Regions from separate parts of the Zea mays genome. Here region 2 is linked to region 1. The links are chromatin contacts, called in public Hi-C maps. All regions are on one chromosome and are shown on one strand. Each heading gives the region's core, a stretch centred on a gene start, on an enhancer-like site or on the middle of the called end of the contact. The rest is flanking DNA. Distances are from core to core; before and after follow the strand shown. Region 1 has its middle 250 kb from the start of LOC100191907. Region 2 has its middle 66 kb from the start of LOC103632634.

Evidence for each region. A called contact is a pair of places that touch in the nucleus more often than the background predicts.
Region 2: a contact with region 1 is called in a Hi-C map of ear, with 2.0 times the contacts expected there. The contact joins two enhancer-like sites. A contact is called at or near these places in 2 of 25 Hi-C or Micro-C datasets (ear and tassel).

What each region holds. Positions count from the first base shown.
Region 1 is chr7:100,950,607-100,956,579 of Zm-B73-REFERENCE-NAM-5.0, reverse strand. No RefSeq gene overlaps it. Among protein-coding and RNA genes, the nearest start is that of LOC100191907, 250 kb to the left of the region's middle. Within about 2 kb of position 1,514, at least 19 of the 20 cell types and tissues checked have an H3K27ac peak or open chromatin away from gene starts, as enhancers often do. A contact at or near this core is called in ear and tassel, where this site is marked.
Region 2 is chr7:101,334,288-101,340,021 of Zm-B73-REFERENCE-NAM-5.0, reverse strand. No RefSeq gene overlaps it. Among protein-coding and RNA genes, the nearest start is that of LOC103632634, 66 kb to the left of the region's middle. Within about 2 kb of position 1,546, at least 13 of the 20 cell types and tissues checked have an H3K27ac peak or open chromatin away from gene starts, as enhancers often do. A contact at or near this core is called in ear and tassel, where this site is marked.

The sequences.
Region 1 (5,973 bases), core at 265-2,764:
TGTTGAAATTCGATTACGAAGACTTAACCTTCGTAATCGTATTCTCGTCAACCTTCATCCAAGGTTCATTATCCTCAAGGGAATAATGCTTCGTGGACGAAGGACATTAACATTTAACATTTTATGTTGTCTTGTTCTTAATTCATAGCATTTGAGAACAAGTCCCCAACAATATCCAAAATAATGCATCATGCTGAAGTTTTATTTATGGTGTTGCATCTAAAGTTGAATTTGAAGTGTGGACCATAGTTATACTTGAATTTTGGAATAACACTTTGATTCAGTAAATTATCTCCCTATAAGTAAACATTAGGAAATAAAAAATGTGACTGTAAGGGTTACCTCATATTGCAATTCTACTGGATATTTTAAATCAGAAGTCAAAATAAAAAAATTTAAAGTTAGTTTGAAAAAATAATAAAAGAAGAAAGGAAATAGAAAATGAATAAGCTTCTCGGGCTCCCTTTCCTCTCACCCCGCGTGGGCCAAAAATTTCCCTGGCCGGCCCAATCCCACTCTGCTCCTCCCTCCGCTTCTCCAGTGGCGCCTCACCGCCCAGCCATGGCACCCTAGTGGCTGCGCTGTGCCCCTGATCCACACGCCGCCCAAGCCAGCGCCCTCCCCTTCTTCCCCGTCGAGCTCCTACGGATTCAGCCGTTCCAGCTCGACCCCAATCAGCAGAACCCTCACCAGATCGGATTTCCCTCTGCTCCACCAAACACCATCGTTTCTTCCGTGACCCCAACTCCTCTGGCAGCTGGTGCATGCGGCTGTAGCACGCCTGCTCACACGTCCTCGTCATGCGGAGACCGGCGCGTGGGGCCTCCTGTCAGCGTTATCTTCTCCGCGTAGCTCGGGGAATTAGTTTCCTCTTCGGCATTGAAAATGAAATATCCGCAACAAACTCTGGGGAGTCCGCGCGTCCACCGCCTAGGGCATGCTTCCCTACCTCCATATAAGTCGACCGTGTACCAGGAACCTACCCTCATCTATCCCAAGCACAGCCGTGAGCATCATGCCTGTTGTGGTGATTTCCGCCACCGCGTCGAGCAGAAGAACGAGGTCGTGGGCGCCATGGAGCTATACCCTTTCTCTAGCGGTAGCTCGCTGTGGTGAGTATGACTTTCCCTTTAGTCTAGCTAAGCTCAGTTTTGTTCCTCGCCATGTACAAAACTTTCCCTTTTGCTCTAGCGATAGCTCGCTTAAAATGTTTTTGTTAGATTTTCTCTCGGTTCTTCTATTCCGCGAACATGGTAGTCCGGATTAAGGGTTGTGCTTCGCGGCGCTGGCGTATCACCGGCGGGTTGCTGCTAGTGACCGAGGACCATGGCCGGTCTGAGGGTAGACGAGAGAACGAAGGGAAAGAATGGGAGAGAAGGAACCGTAGGTGTGCGTGAGGTTGAAGATGAGCATGGGCCGTCCGAATTGAGATAAACGCCTGAGATTAGAATAAGACACCCCTTCGCTTGGACTGAACACAGACCATTGAGATTGGATCCGAGGGATGTAACGGACCGGGCTTCATAAAAATCTGATAGTTGATCCGGAATCATGTGGTCAGGGGCGTATACCGGTTCGGGATGTGTTTTGGGTGGTTCGATGATGATCTAAGGGCTTAGGATCGCGCGTGTGTAGACAGCGGAGTAGTATGGCTAAAGGGCAGCTGCACATTTGACAAACTAACCCGCCATCTATTAACTGAATAAAATAAATAGAAATAAACCGAGACTTTGCAAATTAAACCCTGGAGATTATTTTTAGGCATAAATTCAATAATACAATATCTAGAAACTTGTTTAAACCATATCTTACTCATTTTAACTCTGATTTGGTCCATTCCAGTTGCGTTAACTTCTTATAAATGTTTACTACGCTCTAACAACATTAATTATACCACGTCGCCTACTTTCATTGTTAGATATTTACTTATTCCATGTCTACTAGATTAACTCTTCTAAATCAAAGCTAACTGTTGGAGACTTGTTCTCAAATGCTATGAGTTAAGAACAAGGCAACACAAATGTTAATGGTTAAGGGCGTTCGTCCTTCGAAACATTATCTCCCTCAGGATATAATGATCTTCAAACAAAGGTCATGAAGGGTATACCTTCATCATCTCAACATGTAATAGAAAACAGGAACATAAATTACATATAAAGAATACAAATAATCATTTTAAATCATTATACTATTTGTATCCTTATTAAATAACCATGAATAAACATTAATAATATTGAATTACATTTGTACCTTCGGCTTGATAAAAGGTAAAAATCCAAGTGTGACGTGCGAGTGAATACAAGTTAGCGTGAACAGTATGATGCTACTGTTCATCTATTTATAGACACAGGACGCAGCCTGTGTAAAATTACATCCATGCCTTTGACATTTACTATTGACTAAGGGATAATCTATCGAGGACTAGACAACCTTTTCCCCTTTAAGTCGGTTTCATTTTCCATCGCTGAGCCGAAGCTTCGGAACTGGTTCATCCTTCTCCCAGGTCATGCTTTTCATATCGTGTACACCTTCATCCCAAGGCTGAAGGTCTCTGTGAATATATTATACTTGGAAAACATATTAGTCATGTTTTTGAGGACCTTCAGAAGATGAAGGCCCCCAACAGTAGCCCCTCGCAGTATTAATTTGTTCTTGTAACAACGAATTCAGACTGCGATGTGAACGAAGGCCTTAAGCCGAAGGTCCGAAAAAACACCTTCCCTTCGCTAGAATAGCGAAAGTCAATGACAAATGGGGCCCACCAAGTTGCAAAGCGCTAGGCGTATAAATAGGAACCCACAGCGGTAGCATTTGGTACGCTATTTCTGCTGTTTGCGTTACTTTCTCAAATTTTTAACTCTTGCTTACCAGCCCTCGCCTGATTTTTGAGCTTCAGTTTAAAGACAAGTGCTTGCTCCATGTCTGAGGAGAAGAAGATGACTGAAGAGAAGAAGATGGCTGAGGAAAAGAAGCTGTATAAGGAGAAGAAAGTTGCAGATCCATTTATTGCTGGATTTTATGAATCTATGGCAAAAACTAATAGAGAGAAAATTACCAAGGAGATAATGGAGGATTTGTCTGAAGATTCTGATGACAGTGATGACTATGATGTGGAAAGTGGAGATGAAGATTCTGAGGACCGGCCCTGGCGGCCAAGCCATACCATCTCCGGAAAATCGACCATTAAACAAAGTCATATTGACACCATGAGAGGAAGATACTTTCGCGACATGTCTATTGTGAGGGTTGGAGGAGACAGCACCACCCCTGTTCCTGAGGAAAATGAAGTTGTTGTTTACCGAAGTTTTTTAAGGCAGGCCTTCGATTCCCGTTGAGCAAATTTGTGGTTGAAGTGCTGAAGATATTCTAGATCTTTCTTCACCAGATTACTCTCGAAGCTATAATTAGGATGGGGATGTTTGTTTGGGCTGTAAGAAGCCAAGGGATGGAGCCGAGCGCAAAGTGCTTCTGCAATATGCACGAGCTATTGTACGAGACGAAGGCTACTGGCAAAGAACAGTACCACAACAACTTTGGTTGTTATGGATTCATTGCTCGTCCCAATGCAAGCTACCCAGTTCCAACATTTCGGAAGAGGTGGCCCGGAGCCTAGATGGAGGAATGGTTTTATGTTAAGAATGATCTGATTGAAAGGGAGGATATTAAGGAAATTATCCAGCGCCCCATCTAGTCTCGCTTCGGCCTTCGAAGGCCGAAGGTGATGATCGAACATAATGATGAAGCATGCCAAAAGGCTTTCAGCAATGTTTGTGCTTTCATCGGCACAAGAGACTTAATCCAATGACACATAGCCTACAGAGTGTGGCCACTTTTAGATAGCTGGGAGATGCCGAAGGATACTGCTGCCGGGTCCGCCGAAGGTGGATTAGTTCGTTTAAAGTATACCTTCAGATTTAGGGACCGGTTTGACGAGCTAAATGACGATTGGCTGAAAAGTATTGAGGCTATTAGCGACGAGCTACTTGGGCATATAGCAGAGCCGAAGATGATGATTTATCCTCGGCCTTCGGGGGTCGGGGCAAGAAGAGATTGAACAGGGTGTTTGATGCAATTTGCTTCATGTACCCTGATTATTGCTACCCATTGCGAAGGCAAGGAAAAAAGAGAATAACTGCCACTTCGGCCACCTCTGCTGTGCTAAAAGGCAAGAAAATGAAGGTTCCGAGCCACCGGCCACGATATATTGAACAGGCCGTAGTGCCCGAATTTGGTGAAGGGACCACCTCCACTGCCGAAGTAAAACAAGCTGCTCCCGCCGCTCGGAGCGCTGAAGGATTGATTGTAGTGCCGAAGGTGCCTACAGTCGGGCCAGCCGAAGCCAAAGATGATACGACCAGAGAGCCAGAATTGGAAAAACAGTGATGATGCCAAAAATTCTGAGCCCACCGGCAGAGGTAGAATTGCCGAAGGTGATAAAGGCTCCTGTCACAACTCCCAAGAGAAGGAGGATGGCCAGCATGCTAGACGCTATCATGGAGACCACAAAAGCCTTGACCCCTGCTCCTACAAAGAAAGTTGCTGAAGCTGACACAGCCCAGGCCAAAGCCGAAGCTGGGCCTTCAGTGCCCATTGAGACGAAGCCTGCCACGCTTGAGGAAAAGGCTGAGCAACAAACTCCGGATATCGGTACGACCGCGGGGCAGATCGTGACAGAAAAAACTAAATCTCCTATCCCCGAAGCTCGTCCGAAAATGTTGATTACATTATTCGACATGCTTCGGGATCCGAAGAAGAAATCTTAGAAGCCAGACACTACGCCCAGAAACTAAAATATCTGAAGGGAGCCTTAGTGTTCAATGGCATGGACGAAGATGATTTCCTGTACTGTCTCCCGGACAACAAAGAAATATCCGTTTGCCTGGAGATAACTAAAAGTATGGGATTTCCGAAGCTTGAAACTGGCCTCGCCGCCATGTCAAAAGATGACCTTGCGGATAGCCTTGCATACAACAACATAAAGGTACAGAAGCTGTTAACTTTAAAGTTTGAAATGAAGTATTTCATTGTCATGCTTAATTCTTTCGTTTTCTTGTAGGGCTTAATTCTTAGCAATGCCTTGAGGGCACAAAAGAACGCCAAAGACGAAAGCTGCACAATAGCTCTCAGCATCCTTCGCTCAGAGGTAATTGAGCTGAGAAACAAATCTTTGGAGAAAGATAAGATTTTAATTTCATTAGTGAGTAAAGTGAAAGAAGACGAAGCTAGATTCAATGCTCAGGCCGAAGCCCAAAAAGCCGAGATCGAAGAACTTCGGAAAAAGCTCACCGAGGCTAATGAAAACTATGCAATTGAAAAAGCCAGCAAAGAAATTAGTGAATGGTCGCTAGCTAGACTGGAGAAAAATATTGAGGAGCTTCGCTAGTCCAAGGAAAGGTGCTTCGAAAAATCCTTGGATTGCGTGAAAAATTTGAAGAACAGCTTTGCAAAAGTAGGTGCTTACTCCTCTGAGGAAAACTTCATTCGAGGTGACCCCGAAGGCATCATTCAGTGGATAAGCGGGGAAGCCGAAGCCTTCGAGAAAATCCTGAGCGATCGCGGGGATATTTGTGCTTTCTTCGGCGCTCGGGGAATTACAGCTATTCTGGAGAAGGCTGGATGCAATCACGTCAAAGCTATAGCTCAGGCCGAAGCCGCCTTCTCCATAGAAGAATCAAAGGACCCTTCAGCCAAAGCGACTTTGGTGGGCAGAAAGTTTTATTCTGATGTCTGGGTGAACGATGGCCGAGAATTGGCCAACGAGATTATAAAAAGAATGAAAAAGACACCCATGACGCCCGAAAAGAAGCTAGGCTAGCTGAAGAAGCTGCTGAGCGCGAAAGGCACATAGGTATTTTTTTTTGAATTGTAGCTTCGGTACTTACTTTGTTACTTCGAACTAATAGTTTACCTACTACAGCTGAACTGTCGCCACTATCGGAGCCGTACAACCCCCTGGCTGATCCGGAGATGAAA
Region 2 (5,734 bases), core at 297-2,796, 380 kb before region 1:
AGGAGAGAATTTAACTCACCCCCACCCACCCGTCTCTGTCGAAGTCGCAAGTTGCGGCATTTTCACGCAAAATTCATGTGCTACGTGGTTGTTAGGAATCGAACCGTTTGTTTACTTATGTCAAAGGAGCCATGTTGTGTGTATATATATACAAATAATTTGAAAATAAAAATTTAATCGTACGATCTAGAACACTAGTATAAAGAAGCTCTATAGTGACGGTTGTAAACCTATTTTTACTGGCGTTTCTTAGAACCATCGGTGATAAGGAACAGTAAAAATCATCATTTTTATAGGCGGGTAACTGAGGACGACCAGTGAAAATCGATTTTCACTGGCGGTTGTCTTAACAAAATCATCAATGGAAATCGATTTTCACTGGCTGTCGACGTAATAAATCCGCTAGTAAAAATTATTTTCAGAAACATTTAACTGGTTTTAAAAACAACAAAAAATTATTTAAGGAGAGGATTTAACTCACTCCCACCCACCCGCTTCTGTCGAAGTCGCAAGTTGCGGCATTTTTAACGCGAAATTCATGCGCTACATGGTTGTTAGGAATCGAACCGTCAACCTCACCCTCGCGTATACCCTCCAATACCGTTCTGCCTATGACATACTTTATTTCTAATTTATACTTTTTTATCCACATATTACAATCATTTGACTGTAAATTGCTTGTTTAGACCCTAAACAAATTCAAATAAAAAAAGTTGTCAACTACAAAGTTGAATAACTTTTGAAGTTCTATAACTTTAGTTTTGACTCTTTTTTCATTCGAGGTAGTTTGCAAAATTTGAATTTTAAATTTGATATACTTAGATTCAATTTTTGAGAACCGAAATGAGTTCAAATAAAAAAGTTGTCAACTATAAAATTTTATAAATTTTAGAGATCTACAACTTTTTTTTGATGGTTTTGTCATACGAGGTCGTTTGAAAAACTCGAAAAATTAAGGATAAAAATGCTTTCTACAGGCGGTTCCTTAAGAAAACCAATAATAGAAATCATGGATTTTTACATGCTGTTTTCGTAAGGAACCGCCTGCAAAAATACGATTTCTAGTGGCGGTTTTCTTAAGGAACCGTCACTAAAAATAGCACAGACGGTTGATAACCGAATCCATCTGTAAAAATATATCGTCCCGCGGGCTTTGAACCTTTTTGTACTAATGTAAATCTATAAGTTTCGATCGTATTTAAATAAATATCCTATTTAATCAAGATCTACCGTAGCCACGTATAGCTAGTGATATATACACAGGCGTCATCAGGGGGTGTAATGGAAATCTAGAGTTGATGGAGCTCTATTACACAGGCTTTAATTAAGCAACTCTAGGCCCACAAGCCGCATGCAGATAACGTCTACTCCTATACTCCTGCATGGCAGCGGATACAGTGGGTGGGTGGGTGGGTGGGTAGGCAGGCTTGGTGGAGGCTCATAAATTAAGGCTGTCTAAATTTTAATGCCGTGCAGTGCTGACACTGTTTTAACTATTGCGACCACCCTGGATGGCTGGATCGGCCCATCAACGGCCCATGTGCACGCAGTCGCAGAAGTGATCTCGTGCACGCACTGTGTACGTCTGCTCATTCGCGGAGATGCATGGAACGGTAAAATCACACCGTCCGCAAACCTACCATATGCAGCTGTTTCGTGGAAGTAGGTTTCAGAGGAAGCATGTTTCAGAATGAGCGAAATTTCAAAATACCCTCACGCACTACCATACTCGTCTTCTTTGCCGAGTGTAAGACACTACAAAATTCTATAACTTATCAAGATCTATAAAATTTATTTTAATTGTTTGGTCATTTATTCCCACGTGATAGTTATAACATTATTCACAAATCTTATACATCACTCTTCTAGTTTCAAAAACCACGAGAGGTTTATGAACAAATTCAACTCTATTTTATTATACGAAGAAATGATCAAAATATAAATTGTATATCTTGATGAGTTATACAAATTTGTAGTTGAAAACTTTTTAATTTGAATTAATTTACTACTTCAAAATGTGATTTAGTTTTTAAGTTGTGTTTGCCTAGTGTTGAAAAAAAATAATCGACAAAGAAACTCTTTGCCAAGTGTTAAAACTAAAACACTCGACACAGAGATTCTTTGCCAAGTGTTTTTTTATCGAGGGTTTTTGACTTAGCACTCGATAAATAGCTTCTTTGCCGAGTGCCTGAAAGAAAACACTCGACAAATCATTTGGCACTCGATAAAGAGCGGAATTATGGTAGTGAGGTCTAAACGTGCAATTAGATTTTAGTATCTTTACAACAAAAATAAAAATAAAAAAGTAGAAAGTTGTATGTCCCGAGATCTACACCTTTCTAGTTTGAACCTTTGTCATTTAAGGCCATTAGGACTAGGGGTGAATAACGAGCCAACTCGGCTCGGCTCGTCTGAGTTCGAGCTGGCTCGTTAAGCTAACGAGCCAGCTCGGCTTGGCTGGTTAAGGTAACGAGCCACCGAGTCAGCTCGGCTCGGCTCGTTTACGAGCTCGAGCTAGCTCGTTTAGCTCACGAGCCAGAGCAAAAAAAATATACATAATAATTATTTTTTAGTTAATTTCAAACTAATTTAACAATAGAAAATAATAATTATACTTATAGCTTCACAAACCACGTCAATATAACACAAAATTAGCACAATTCAATCCTCATTAATTCACAATTCACATACATGTTCATCAGTTTAACCCATAATTATATTTGCATAGACCAAATTAACACATAGACATAGTTCATTAATCATTAGTTTAATTCATAGGCCATAGACACCTCATATATATATATATATATAACATGTTAATCATTTATTCTGTAAATGATATACATATAGTTTCGTTTTGCTGGAATATGGTAGCTCGTTTAGCTCGCGAGCTGGCTCGTTAACGAACCGAGCTAGGATGTCAGATCAGCTCGTGAAAAATTCAAACGAGCCGATCCGAGCCGAGCCGAACTGGCCATGAACCGAGCGAGCCAGCGAGACACGAGCATTTCGTCCAGCCCTAATTAGGACGCTACAAAAATATAAAGTTTCACCAATATTTTATTGCGTACAAAGGCTTATCATCTTAGAATTTTTTTTCTCTATGGAGTTAAATGAAGATACTTTTTATACTAAAATTATAGACTTAGATGAGGATCTATAACTTTCTAGTTTCTAGTTTTTTTTATTTAAAATTGTTAAGATGCTAAAAAATACAAAATTTCAATAGCATATTGTTGGGACCATGCTTCGTCGCCGAAGGTCCTGCAGAAGGAAACAGCTTCGGCTGAAGCTGTCTGCACGTGATGACTGAAGGTTGTTGTTCATGAAGCTTCGGAATTGCAAACCGACTTAAAAGTAGAATGACCTTTTAGTCCATAAGTGTTTGAGTCGTTGTTGTAAACTCTTATGAGGGGCATGATTGTAATTCCTCACAGGCTGTGTCTCGTGCCTATAAATAGTGAACAATATTCCTTTACTGTTCACGCATTCCTGTAATTGCAATCGCGTCAATCGGAAATTAATCTTTGTCAAGGCAGAGGTATAAATGTATTTAGTATTTGAATACATTAAATTGAGATAATATAAAGGTGATGTTGTTCATTTATAATTTATTTGTCTTTAATGCTTCATATTTCGTATTATTTTATATAATCTATTAGAGTTCAATTACGAAGATTTAACCTTCGTAATTGTATCGTCTTTAACCTTCGTCCGAAGTTCATTAATCCTTAAAGGAATAATGCTTCATTTGACGAAGGGCATTAACATTTAACATTTTATGTTGCCTTGTTCTTAATTCATAGCATTTGAGAACGAGTCCCCAACATTGGCGCCCACCTCCGGTGAACTCACTTCCACTTTTCTGAGCTGATGGCTTCGTTCAATATTCAAGCTGGAGCTGCTTCGGTTCCGAAGCTAGTACTTCCGATAACAGGCGGTTCATGTTCAGAACCAGCCAACAAGAAACAGAAGAAGGAAGCACAGAGAAGGGTACAACATGTCGGGGTGCAAGGACCCTTCATCAAGTCAAGATGGTCTCACATTCCTATTACCTTCTCCCAAGAGGACCTTCAACTCAAGGATTACCCACACAATGATGCTATGGTTATCTCTTGTGTTATCAAAGGATTTCTGGTCCATAATGTTTTGGTTGATACAGGCAGTGCAGCTGATATCATATTTGCTAAGGCCTTCAGACAGATGCAAGAGGCCGAAGATAAAATTCTTGATGCCACACATCCCCTCTGCGGCTTCGGAGGAAGGCAGATTGTAGCACTTGGCAAAATCTCAATGTCAGTGGCCTTCGGATTCATCAACAACACAAGGACTGAGCAAGTTATGTTTGATATTGTTGACATGGAGTACCCTTACAATGCAATCATTGGTCGTGGTACTCTTAATGCCTTCGAAGCAATTCTGCATCCAGCTTATCTTTGCATGAAGATACCTTCGGACCAAGGGCCCATTGCTATTCATGGAAGTCAAGAAGCTGCCAGAAGGGCCGAAGGAAATTGGACAGACTCAAAAGCAATCCATAATATAGATGGAACTGAAGCTTGTGAGCAATACAAGTTCAGAAGGGAAAAATCTGCTTCGGCTGACCAGCCGAAACCCATGCTCTTATGTGAGGATATAGCAGAACAGAAGGTGCTATTGGGATCTCAATTGTCCGAAGAGCAGGAGAAAACCTTGATAAGGTTTTTGTTCAACAATAAAGATGTTTTTGCTTGGTCAGCTAATGATCTTTGCGGAGTTAACAGGGATGTTATTGAGCACTCACTCAATGTAGATCCATCCTTCAGACCCAGGAAACAGAGGCTTCGGAAGATGTCTGATGACAAGGCCGAAGGGGCTCGGAATGAAGTGAAACGACTCCTCAGTGCCGGAGTTATTAGAGAGGTAAAATATCCAGAATGGTTGGCTAACACTGTTATGGTGAAGAAGGCCAATGGTAAATGGAGAATGTGCATCGATTTTACTGATCTCAATAAGGCCTGTCCGAAGGATGGTTTCCATTGCCAAGGATAGATTCTTTAGTCGATGCAGCAGCTTCATCAGAACTTATGAGTTTGCTGGATTGCTATTCAGGCTATCATCAAATCTGGATGAAGAAGGAGGATGAACCAAAAACCAGTTTCATAACCCCTAGTGGGACACACTGTTACCTTCGGATGCCTGAAGGGCTTAAGAATGCTGGAGGAAGCTTCAGCAGAATGACAGCAAAGGTTCTCCATTCTCAGATAGGCAGGAATGTACTAACTTATGTTGATGATATCATTGTAAAGAGCACGAAGCAGGATAACCACATTGCTGATTTACAGGAGACCTTCGCTAATTTTAGACAGGCTGGTCTAAAGCTGAATCCAGAAAAATGTGTCTTCGGAGTAAAGAAGGGGAAATTTCTTGGTTGCCTAGTTTCAACAAAGGGAATTGAGGCCAACCCAAGTAAAATCGAAGCTATACTTCGAATGGAGCCACCAAGTACAAAAAAGGGGGCTCAAAGATTGACAGGAAGGCTGGCATCTCTCAATAGATTTATATCCAGATCAGCAGAGAGAAACTTACCATTCTTCGAAGTGCTGAAGTCAGCCAAAGTCTTTCAATGGGGACCAATCCAGCAGAAGGCCTTTGAAGAGTTGAAACAGTATTTGATAGATCTAACAACACTAACTCCACCTATGCCAGGGGCTCCTTTGTTATTATATGTGGCAGCTTCGCACTCAGCGGTAAG